Regions from separate parts of the Mus musculus genome. Here region 2 is linked to region 1. A link is a contact called in public Hi-C data. All regions are on one chromosome and are shown on one strand. The core of a region is the stretch at or near the end of the contact, and the rest is flanking DNA. Distances in the headings are between cores, read along the strand shown. Region 1 holds the start of Brms1l (breast cancer metastasis-suppressor 1-like). Region 2 holds the start of 1700031P21Rik (RIKEN cDNA 1700031P21 gene).

Evidence for each region. A called contact is a pair of places that touch in the nucleus more often than the background predicts.
Region 2: a contact with region 1 is called in a Hi-C map of B cells, with 7 read pairs. The contact joins the promoter of 1700031P21Rik here to the promoter of Brms1l in region 1. A contact is called at or near these places in 1 of 39 promoter capture datasets (pre-B cells) and 2 of 484 Hi-C or Micro-C datasets (B cells and CD4 T cells).

What each region holds. Positions count from the first base shown.
Region 1 is chr12:55,834,242-55,839,350 of GRCm38.p6, reverse strand. Brms1l (breast cancer metastasis-suppressor 1-like) reads right to left here and starts at 2,985. Exons shown (of 10, transcript NM_001037756.3): 1 at 2,706-2,985. The coding sequence starts at 2,847.
Region 2 is chr12:52,599,409-52,604,036 of GRCm38.p6, reverse strand. 1700031P21Rik (RIKEN cDNA 1700031P21 gene) reads left to right here and starts at 1,715. Exons shown (of 3, transcript NR_045910.1): 1 at 1,715-1,857; 2 at 1,982-2,047; 3 at 3,959-4,053. It overlaps Gm35239 (a long non-coding RNA gene), which reads right to left and starts at 1,084. Exons shown (of 7, transcript XR_001780617.2): 1 at 1-1,084. LOC115488100 (a small nuclear RNA gene) reads right to left here and starts at 249; the gene lies at 143-249.

The DNA.
Region 1 (5,109 bases), core at 1,736-4,235:
AATTACTATTATGATCTATTGTTATTATTTTCTAGGCTGAGGTTTTTTGTTTTTTTTTTTTTAACATGTTAAAAAAAATCACAACAACAGCCAGGCGTGGTGGCGCACGCCTTTAATCCCAGCACTGGGCGGGAGGAAGGCAGGCGGATTTCTGAGTTCGAGGCCAGCCTGGTCTACAGAGTGAGTTCCAGGACAGCCAGGACTATACAGAGAGACCCTGTCTGGAAAAACCAAAAAAAAAAAAAAAAAAAAAAAAATCACAACAACATAGATATTAGAAGGGGAGACTCACAACACATGCAATTTGATGAGAACCTGGCTCCCATTAAAACCGAAGACCACAGGCTGGCAGAAAGCTCGGGGCTTCTGAGCACATACTGCTCCTGCAGAGGACGAAGGCTGGGTTCTCAGCACCCACACAGGTAGCTCACAACCACTGTAACGCCAGCTCCAGAACACGCAGTGCCCTCTTCTGCACTCCATGGGCACCTTCACCCAAATGCCCATTCCTACACGCGGACATATACATAGACACATCATTAAAAAGAAAATCTTAAAAAAAAATAAAAATAAAAACAAACAAAAAAGAAACCAAGAATGTTTGACTATAAAAATGCTCTGCTCCTGACAGCAAGACCCTGCCCTCTATACTCCACCAACAAAATAAAACCACCACAAAACACTTTTTAGAGCCCAGAACTGTATAGAGTATAAACGTGATTCTTTTTTTTTCTTTTTAATAAACGTGATTCTTAATCCCTACTTCATGTCAACTGGCTACCTTTGAAGTCTCACCCACATCCCCGGCTAGTCGGATGACCCCAGAGTTCTTTTCCTCATCCCAGGCATGTCCCAATGCTACATTTCTTCTGTCAGTTTGGACATTCTTACATAAATAGCACACATACTGAACAGCAATATGCTCAAATACTTTCCCTTCTCTCTTCATTTCCATATTCTGTTTCTCCGTCAGCGTTGACGCTCCCCACACCTCTCCCTGTGTCTAGGCTTCCTCTTACCTCACTCCTAAACTTGCACAGTTCGAGTCTGGTTTTTGCCTTCTCTGAAATCTCTCACAGCTGCAGCACTCTTTGCCTTTTCAGGCTTCTTGGTCTCCCAAGCAAACTGCTTTTCTCATTCTTCAATGAGCCCTGAACTCTGGCCTTTGCACTTCTTCTTACATTCTTTCTCCTATATGAACTTTCCACCCTAACTATCCCAACCTAAACTCCACAAAACAAGGCAGTGGCCCTTTCCTCTACTAAATGTGCTGAACACATATATCTGGAGTCTTTCCTCCGTTCCTAACTCTGTTACATTCAATTGTTTATTTGGCAACTTAATCAAGTGGTAACTTACAACAGGTTTGTTTTGTTTTAGATATTTTTATTAGTTCTTTGAAAATGTTATACAATGTATTTGAACATACTCACTTCCGCTCCCCAACTCCTCCAGATCCACCCCTAAGTCCCTGCCCTGATGCGTGGGTGCCTACCAGGGTCTTGCTAACAAATGTCCATAGCTCCTCTGCTTAGTGGTGGAACTTCATGCCCACCTCTACCCCTCCATACTGGGATTTTAGTCTGGATTGAGTCTGCCCAGGTCTTGTGCACACTGTCACAACTACCATGAATTCATGAGTTCAACTGTCCTGCTGAGTAAGCAAAACACTGTTCTTCAACGGAGATAACTATAAATTTATCCTCATGTTTATTTATGAGTATAATGAGTATGAGTATATAAATGAGTATATGAGTATAAATATTTATGAGTAAAAACTTCATAAATATTTACTTTTGGATGGCTGACTTATCGGCATTACATGCTTCCAAGTATACTTTTTTGACAGACAAACCTGAAAAAAAAAAAGGTGTGAGGTGATACCACAGTCATTAACCTGTTATCAATGCTTCCCATTACACAGCCAAAACCAGGGTTAGACAAAGCCATTCTCAGTCTGTCATATGGTTAGAGGAAGATCCGGGAAATCAGTTCCATTCATTTTATTAAAGTATTAAAAGACTTATAAGGGGTTAGAAACAGCCCAAAGTTACAAAATAACCAAAGCTTGAAGATTCTGGGAATGTCAACACTGCCCACATCTTCCAGATTAAAAACTGACAAAGATTCCAAATGATCCCTCAGGCTGGTCCCTTCTTCGTCTTGAAAACTTTTGGGACCTATTATGAACCTGAGAGTTCCCAAGTCAGTCCTCTGATGACAGTACTGGTGAGAGGCTGACCTGAAAGCTAAGGTTGATGAGTGGCAAGCCCGCCAAGGACCAAGGCAAATTTATCCTCAGCCCCCACAAAAACGCTGACAAAGGTTGCTGAGACTACTAGTAAAGAGGTCGGTGGTGTCAGCTAAGGGACATTTGCAGTCTTCCAGACCAGCCAGCCGGACATTCCACTCCGGAGCCGGTAGCCCCAGGGTACTGCCAGGTGACCCTAGGGCGGGTCCCACAGTGCACAGAATCGCCTCGGGTCCTCAAAGCCTGCGGGCGCCCAGCCCACCGGGAGCCAGAGCCAGAACTGGAGCCCGCGGCGACCCGCAGCTCCGGGTGCCAGACGCCGAGCCAGTCCCCGCCCCTTCCCCATCTCCCCGCCCCGCGCTCGCAGCAGGACGCACCGCCCGGCGTGAGCACCGCGGCCTGTCGCGCGCGCGGCGCAAGGGACCCGGCATCCCCGCCCAGCTGGGTAGCGCACCTGAACTGTCCCCATCCTCCGAGACCGACGAGCTCTCGGTGTCCTCGTCTTCGGAACTGCTCCCCTCGTTCTCCGCGTAGTCCACCTCCATCTCATCGTGATGATTCGTCTCCTTCTTATCCCCTCGAGAATGGACCGGCATTTTCCAACCTCGCCGTCGCTTCCCACTTCCTGCTCCCAGCCCGGCCACTGCCGCTTCGGTGAAGGGCGCGCCGAACGCCCCGACCCACCCGGCCACCGAGCTGGATCCGAAACCCTCGACTCCTCCCCACCCCCGGCCTCAGCCTCACAACCTAACCCGCAGGCTTGCGCTGCGAGCTCTGCCATTGGTCAAGGCTGTCCCGGAGCTAGAGGCGTGGCTTGTCTTGCAAGCGAACGATTGGTTACCGGTGATTACGGCGCGGCCTTCCGCTGTCTGTCGGGAATTGTAGTCCTTAGGCCTCAGAGCTTCAGGGGCTATGGGTTTCTAAGATTCAGCTGCCTTAATCGCTTCTCACTTCGGACTTCAAGTCCCACAAGGCAGGAAAGCTGACATACTGGGACGCAGTTTATAAACTAAACAGAAACAGATTGTGCGGATTTGGTCTGTACTTATCCTTTTCCCGCCAAGTGGTTATCTGATCTGCCTAGCTACTCAAACTGTGAGAAGAATGTGAAAAGATCCTTTGCCTGAAAGGGTCTTTGCATACTCTGTGAGCCTGGAGGGTTACAGAATCGTCTCTTCTACACTAGTAGTACCTTTAGTACAGCTAGTAAACTATTAAATTGAATTGTATGTGTAAGAAATAATTTTCACAAAGAAAATTTCATTGTTCTTGGAATTTTTACAACCAAAACTACAGAGGGGAAGGAAATTTTATCTTAGTATTTCAATCTTGCGTTCTTACTTTTTTTTTTTTTTTTTAATGGAAGAAGCTACCCAAATTAAATTGATTTAATTTCAGGTTCCAGTGAAAAATAAATATTTGACTTAAAAAGATGTCATTTTTTTTTTTTCAAAAACAGGATTACACAGACAAGGACGATGCCATAACTACCATAATAATCGTAACTTATAACCGATCACTTTCACTCTTTATCAGGTTATCTTGGTAAATTCACTGCATGGATTTGCTGAGTTCAATTTTTAGTTTAATAGCCCTAAGGTAGGAGTCGGTATTATGTCCATTTTATCAACAAAATATATGGTTAAAGTATTAAAGGGACACCAGGAAGTAGAATGAAACTTAGCTGTCCTGGAACTTGCTCAGTAGGCTGACCTTGAGTTTAGTGATCTGCACGGCTCTGTCTCCTGGGATTAAAGGTATGTTCCATCACACATAGACTTAAATTTAGCTGAGTGGGATCTGTTATCTCCTAAAACAAAAGATTTTGCTCTGTTCTACTTCCCGGTGTCCCTTTAAATATTTTTCCTTTCTCAGCTTGCTCATTTTCTTACAGGTTCAGAGGTTCTGTCCATTACCATCAAGGCGGGAGCATGCCAGCATCCGGAGGAGCTGAGGGTCCTACATCATCTTATTCAGACTGGCTCCCAGGGAGCTAGGATGAGGGTCTTAAAGCCCATGCCCACAACGACACACTTGCTCTAACACCTACTGCAGCAAGGCCACACCTCCTAATAGTGCCACTTCCTGGGCCAAGCATATACAAACATCACCATCACCACCATCTTCCACACTTCAGACGCTCTCATGTTCCACCAGACGATGGCTCATGTTCCACCAGACGATGGCTATGCTCCGTCCTTTTTTTCTTCTTTTCCTAGCAGTCTATATTCAGCCAATGTGGGTCACTTATAAGATTGCAAGTTCCTTGAGAACAAGGGTTGTTTTAATCAAGCATGAAAATAAAAGACAAAGCAAAGTTACTGTGGGGGCAGCTACTATGTTGCAACCAGGCAGTTGATAGGATCTGATAATTTTAGCCTAACAATATCAGGCCTTCCAAATCTGCAAGAGAAACTAAAACTGTGACTTCTGTACAGAATGTCAAGATACAAACACTGCCTCAGATGAAGTGGGGTTTTTTGTTGTTGTGAGCATGTTTGTTGAGACAGTCTTGCTGGCCTTGAGTTCATAGCATGGCCTCATCTTCCTTAGAGCTGGGATATTGGCCTGTACTACCACTCCTGGCCTTGGGGTTCTGTTTCTTAAATGCAGATCAAATAAAAACAGCTGTTGGCAAAAGTCCTTGGCCCCAGCTAATCTTTGTTTTATCAGTAACCAGAGAATGTGTGCTAAATAGTACTGAGATTTCTGGTCGCCCTTATGCCTTGTACTGCTAGGTACTTTAAGTAAATCAGTCCATTTAATCTCTACACAAATCTGAGAGTTAACTTTGCAGAGGAGACAACTGAGGCACAGAGCAGTTAAACTACCTCACCAAGGTCATACAGGTAATAAAT
Region 2 (4,628 bases), core at 466-2,965, 3.2 Mb after region 1:
CACTAGGGGCCAGATACAGTAGTAAAAAGCTAGGATAGGATTTAAGAATGACGCGCTGGGTTGACTTGGAGACGCTGTGAGGGAGAAGTCAAAAGTTATTGTTTGGAATTTGGTCCAATGACCTGTTCATAGTAAGCAGAGCCAAAATATGGAACGCTTCACGAATTTGCGTGTCATCCTTGCGCAGGGGCCATGCTAATCTTCTCTGTATCGTTCCAATTTTAGTATATGTGCTGCCGAAGCGAGCACGATCGTAGTGTCTAGCCGTGGACTATATAAGGACGAAGAATTCCTGACTTTTTAAGTTAGGGTGACTTTGACCCGCGTTTTTCTCCTAGCCTCCCAGTAAACCCGGGAACAAAGAAAAAGTTTTTTCAGTGAAACTGTGTAGCTATGCTCATGAACCCCTGCTGCTTAGTGGGGATCACGCTGGCGGCGTGGGTCCGTGTGGTTTACCTTGGGGTTATGCAAATTAGCTCCTGGTGCATGTTGGGTAAGAGCCTTCCTCTAGAGGCCTGGGGAGGGGAGTGAGTTCTCTAAGCAGTCCGCTATCCGGCACGCTGGGAGGCTCGCTGTTCTCCTACGTCTGTGTGGGAGCTTGAGAAATGTGTGGCAGCTAAGTGACCAGGGCCCTGACTCGATCACCTACTCCCCCCACACACTAAAACAGGACACTTGTTACCTATGTTCCACTAGTCCAATGCCTGTTGAAGTATGCCCAACCCGCCAGGTGACCCCTCCCCAGCATAGCCTACTCGGTCCCAGAACTATGGGCACCATACTCTAGGAACGCAGCAAAAGCTTGGGGAGGTCCTCTAGAGCCTGGGGTACAGTCTGTTCCCAGCAGGCGCTGCCCGGCCTGGACCCGCGAGTTTGACTGGGCGGCCACGCCCGTCCACTCTCTGCGGGTGGCCGGTCGCAGGTAACGCCTGCCTGTGCACATTTTGCGCAGGCGCCGATTAGGTCCAGGACCGAGGCTCGGGGACCAGGGGCCGCACCCCTTCACAGGTGTCTGGCAGGCGCTAGACGTTGCCTGGTAACCAAACATCCGGAACACAGATGCAAGGGCGGAAGCCCACCTACTTGGCCTGAGAGGGAAATTTAAGGATTTACACTGCTCACTTTGGAGTAGAATAATAGCAGAGTCACTCTTGTACTTCCGTTCCTTTTCCTGTATATTAAATGACATGTTAGCCCTGTTATGATACAAATGTGTAAAACATACCTACTTGGAGGAAATATTTGTTGTAATTTTAAATAACAGCGAAGTCTTAGCTGTTCAAGTCATAGCTTTGTGGGCTGTAAAATGAGGGACAAAGGTCAGAAACTGCTAGTTTGGTGTGGTTTCAGTATTTCTCAGAATGAAGTCTGGGCAAAGGTTTTCCTGTGTGCTTATAATTATCACCATTAGTCGGCTGTGGTGTGGCACCTGCCTGTAATCCCAGTACTTGGGTGGGAAACAGAGAAGAACTAGAAGTTCAAGGGCAGATTTCCCTACATAGTGAATACAAGCCCAGCCTAGGCTAGTCAGCTAAAATTCCTTCTCTTGAGCAGACAGACAAGGCCTATCCTTGTTCCAGCAGCAAACAGAAGAGTCCTCCAAAGGACACTCTGCGGAGGGAATGGTGAGTTGAGCTTCCTTCTATGACGTAAAGGAGGAGTTGCTCACAGAGCCAGGGTGTTCATCCCCCCAAGTTACGCCTAGAAAGCCTTTACCCAGTCGGGATGAAGACTTCTCCACCCAGCCACCCCACTCCCTTAGTCTTCCTAGGTTACAGACTCTACCCCTCCCCTCAGCGAGGCCACTTCTAGTTATGGATAAAATTGCGTACTACAGTAGGTAGGGTGGATACTCAGGTAAGGGTCGCCTGACCTCCCTGCCCCTTTATGAGCAGGTGTGGGTCAACAAGCCCAGCTGAGATGATCTTTTGCCAGTAGACATTACAGAATGTGGTAAGATAGATTTTGTTTGTTTCAGAAGATAGTCCTGTACAACACCTATACAAACTGTCTCAATTCATTAACAAACGAACTACCGAAGGACAAGGCAAGTTACTACTTAATTTAACTAGAGTTTCTTTTTTTTTTTTTTCCCTTCTCCTCGTCCTCCCATCTTTCCTCCAACTTGGCATGAGAAAATAATTTTAAAACTTGTTTAATTGGCACCGGTTTTCTGATATGCAGAAAAAGAAGGGTTATGAAGTCACGCAGAGCCGGGCGGTGGTGGCGCACACCTTTAATACCAGCATTCGGGAGGCAGAGGCAGGCGAATTTCTGAGTTCGAGGCCAGACTGGTCTACAGAGTGGGTTCCAAGACAACCAGGGCTATTCAAAGAAACCCTGTCTCAAAAAAAAAAAAAAAGAAAGTTGGTTGTTTTCTAACAACTTTTGAAAAGTAATAAAACACTGTTCTTCCCCCAGGAAAAACAGGAGTGAAAATGACAGGTCTATTGAATTAAAATTTCCAATTAGATGCTTTTTAAAAATGCTTTGGTGTAACTTTCTATTAGCCTGCCTTTTATGATAATTTTGTATTTATTTACTTTCCATCTAGATTGCAACTTCCCCTTTCTCCTCTCCTCTGAGACCCTCCCTCCCTCCCTCTCCTCACAGTCCCTCCCTCTCACCTCACCTCTCCCCCTCCCCCTCCCTTTGTTTCCATAAACTAACATTCAGATGTCTGAATGAATGCTTAATCAAGCCAACTTCAGGTTTAGGTCAGTAAACAAGCATTAATTTAATGATTTTTATCTCAACATCCCCATGAGGTTAAATGGGTTTTAGTACTTCTTTTAATATTTTTATTGCATTGTTTATTTATTTCCTTTGCATGTGTGTTGTGGTCAGAGGACAATTTGCCAGGAGTTAGATTTCTCCTTCCACCAAGTAGGTTCTAGGGATAAAACCCTCATTCATTGGGCTGGATAGCAAGCGCCTTTACCAATCTCACTGATTTTCAGTACTTCTGAGGACTCCAAAGTATGTGGGTAAGATTTAGTTTTCTTTTCTTTCAAGTGAAAAATTAACTTGAGATAGAGATTATAGAAGAAAACATAGGAAAGTATTTTTTGCAACCTTAGGGTGAACAAAGAGTTCTAAGATAGAATACAGAAAGTAGAATCTCTGAAAAACTTGTCAAACTGGTCTTTATCATAAACAGAGTCAAACTGTTCAACAGAGAGTCAAACTGTAATACAAGACAAATCTCAAGAGAATAATCAGAACCCATCATCAGAAATGTATCAAGAATAAATTAAGATGGGGCTGGAAAAAAGGCTCAGCAGTTAAGAGCACTGGTTGCTTTTCCAGAGGACCCAGGCTCATTCATAGCAAACACCTGATGGCTCACAGATGGTTATCTGAAACCCCGGTTCCAGGCAGTTGACCTCCTCTTCTAATTTCTGAAGGCACCAGGCACATTGTGGAACACAGGCAGACATACATACAGGCAAAACACTCATACCCATAAGAGAAAATAAATCTAAATGGGCAAAAGGTTTAGACAAATATTTAGCAAAAGTATAACAAATGAAAAGCACAATGAAACAAAAAGGGAAAATAGAAAAAGATATATAAATGCCTCCCCTGAAAATGGAAACAAATTCAACAGGCTAATCCTCAGAAAATTGCTCATGTCTGCTAAATACCATCTCACAGTACTAAAATGACAAAACTCAAGAATAAACAAAATCAGGCGACTCTGCAGAGCATCTAGCACTCTTAGGTGATGGGTAGACACTGTCAGGGAGGGAGAGAGGAGAGCTGATACATTTTTGAAGAACTCTTTAGCTTTTCCTGTGCAAAGATTCATGCTAATTATCACCTTGGCATAGTCAGGAGTCACTGGAAGGTGGACATCTGACGTTCCTGTGTGGGATTAGCTTGATATTAGTTGTGATATATATTGATGTGAACTGACCGCTTGCAAGCCAACACTCACCCTCTCCCCTCATTGTAGATGTCATGTGACCAGCTACTTCAAGTTTCTGTTGCCCAGACTTCTTTCCATGATCAACTGTACCTTGAACTATAAGTGTACATAAATGACTCTTGAAATTACTTTTGCCAGAGTATTTTATCACAGCAATAAAAAAAGTGGGAAGTCTTACAGAGGGAAACATATTGGGACCCACCAGTTTCTAATTTCTATTTATACAGGAGAAATTAAGACTTAAATCCATAGATTTGTATAATGTGGGGAAAGATGGATTGTGACATACGGATACAATGGAATGCTATTCAGCCATAAGAAGAAGCCTGTTGCTGATGTGCACAGAATGAATGTGTTTCACAGGTGTGGTACACAAAAGAAGACAACTGGGAGAGGTTTGTGTCATGAGTCTATTCATGAAAGTCTATGCACATGTGCCAGTGAGATGACTCAGCAAGTAAAGGTGCTTACTTGCCACTGAGCCTGACAACCTGAGCTCTCTCTGAGACCTACAAGGTGGGAGGAGAGAATCAATTTCTGACTTTCACACAAGGCACAGGTATTCCCCAAATCCTACATACATAAATCCTACCTATCCTACATAAATAAATGCAATTAAGAAGTGTTTAAAGCTCCCAGGATTCAATGTGGGTGATCTTAAACAAAATGCCCAACAGTGGGGAGATAGAACCTGAAG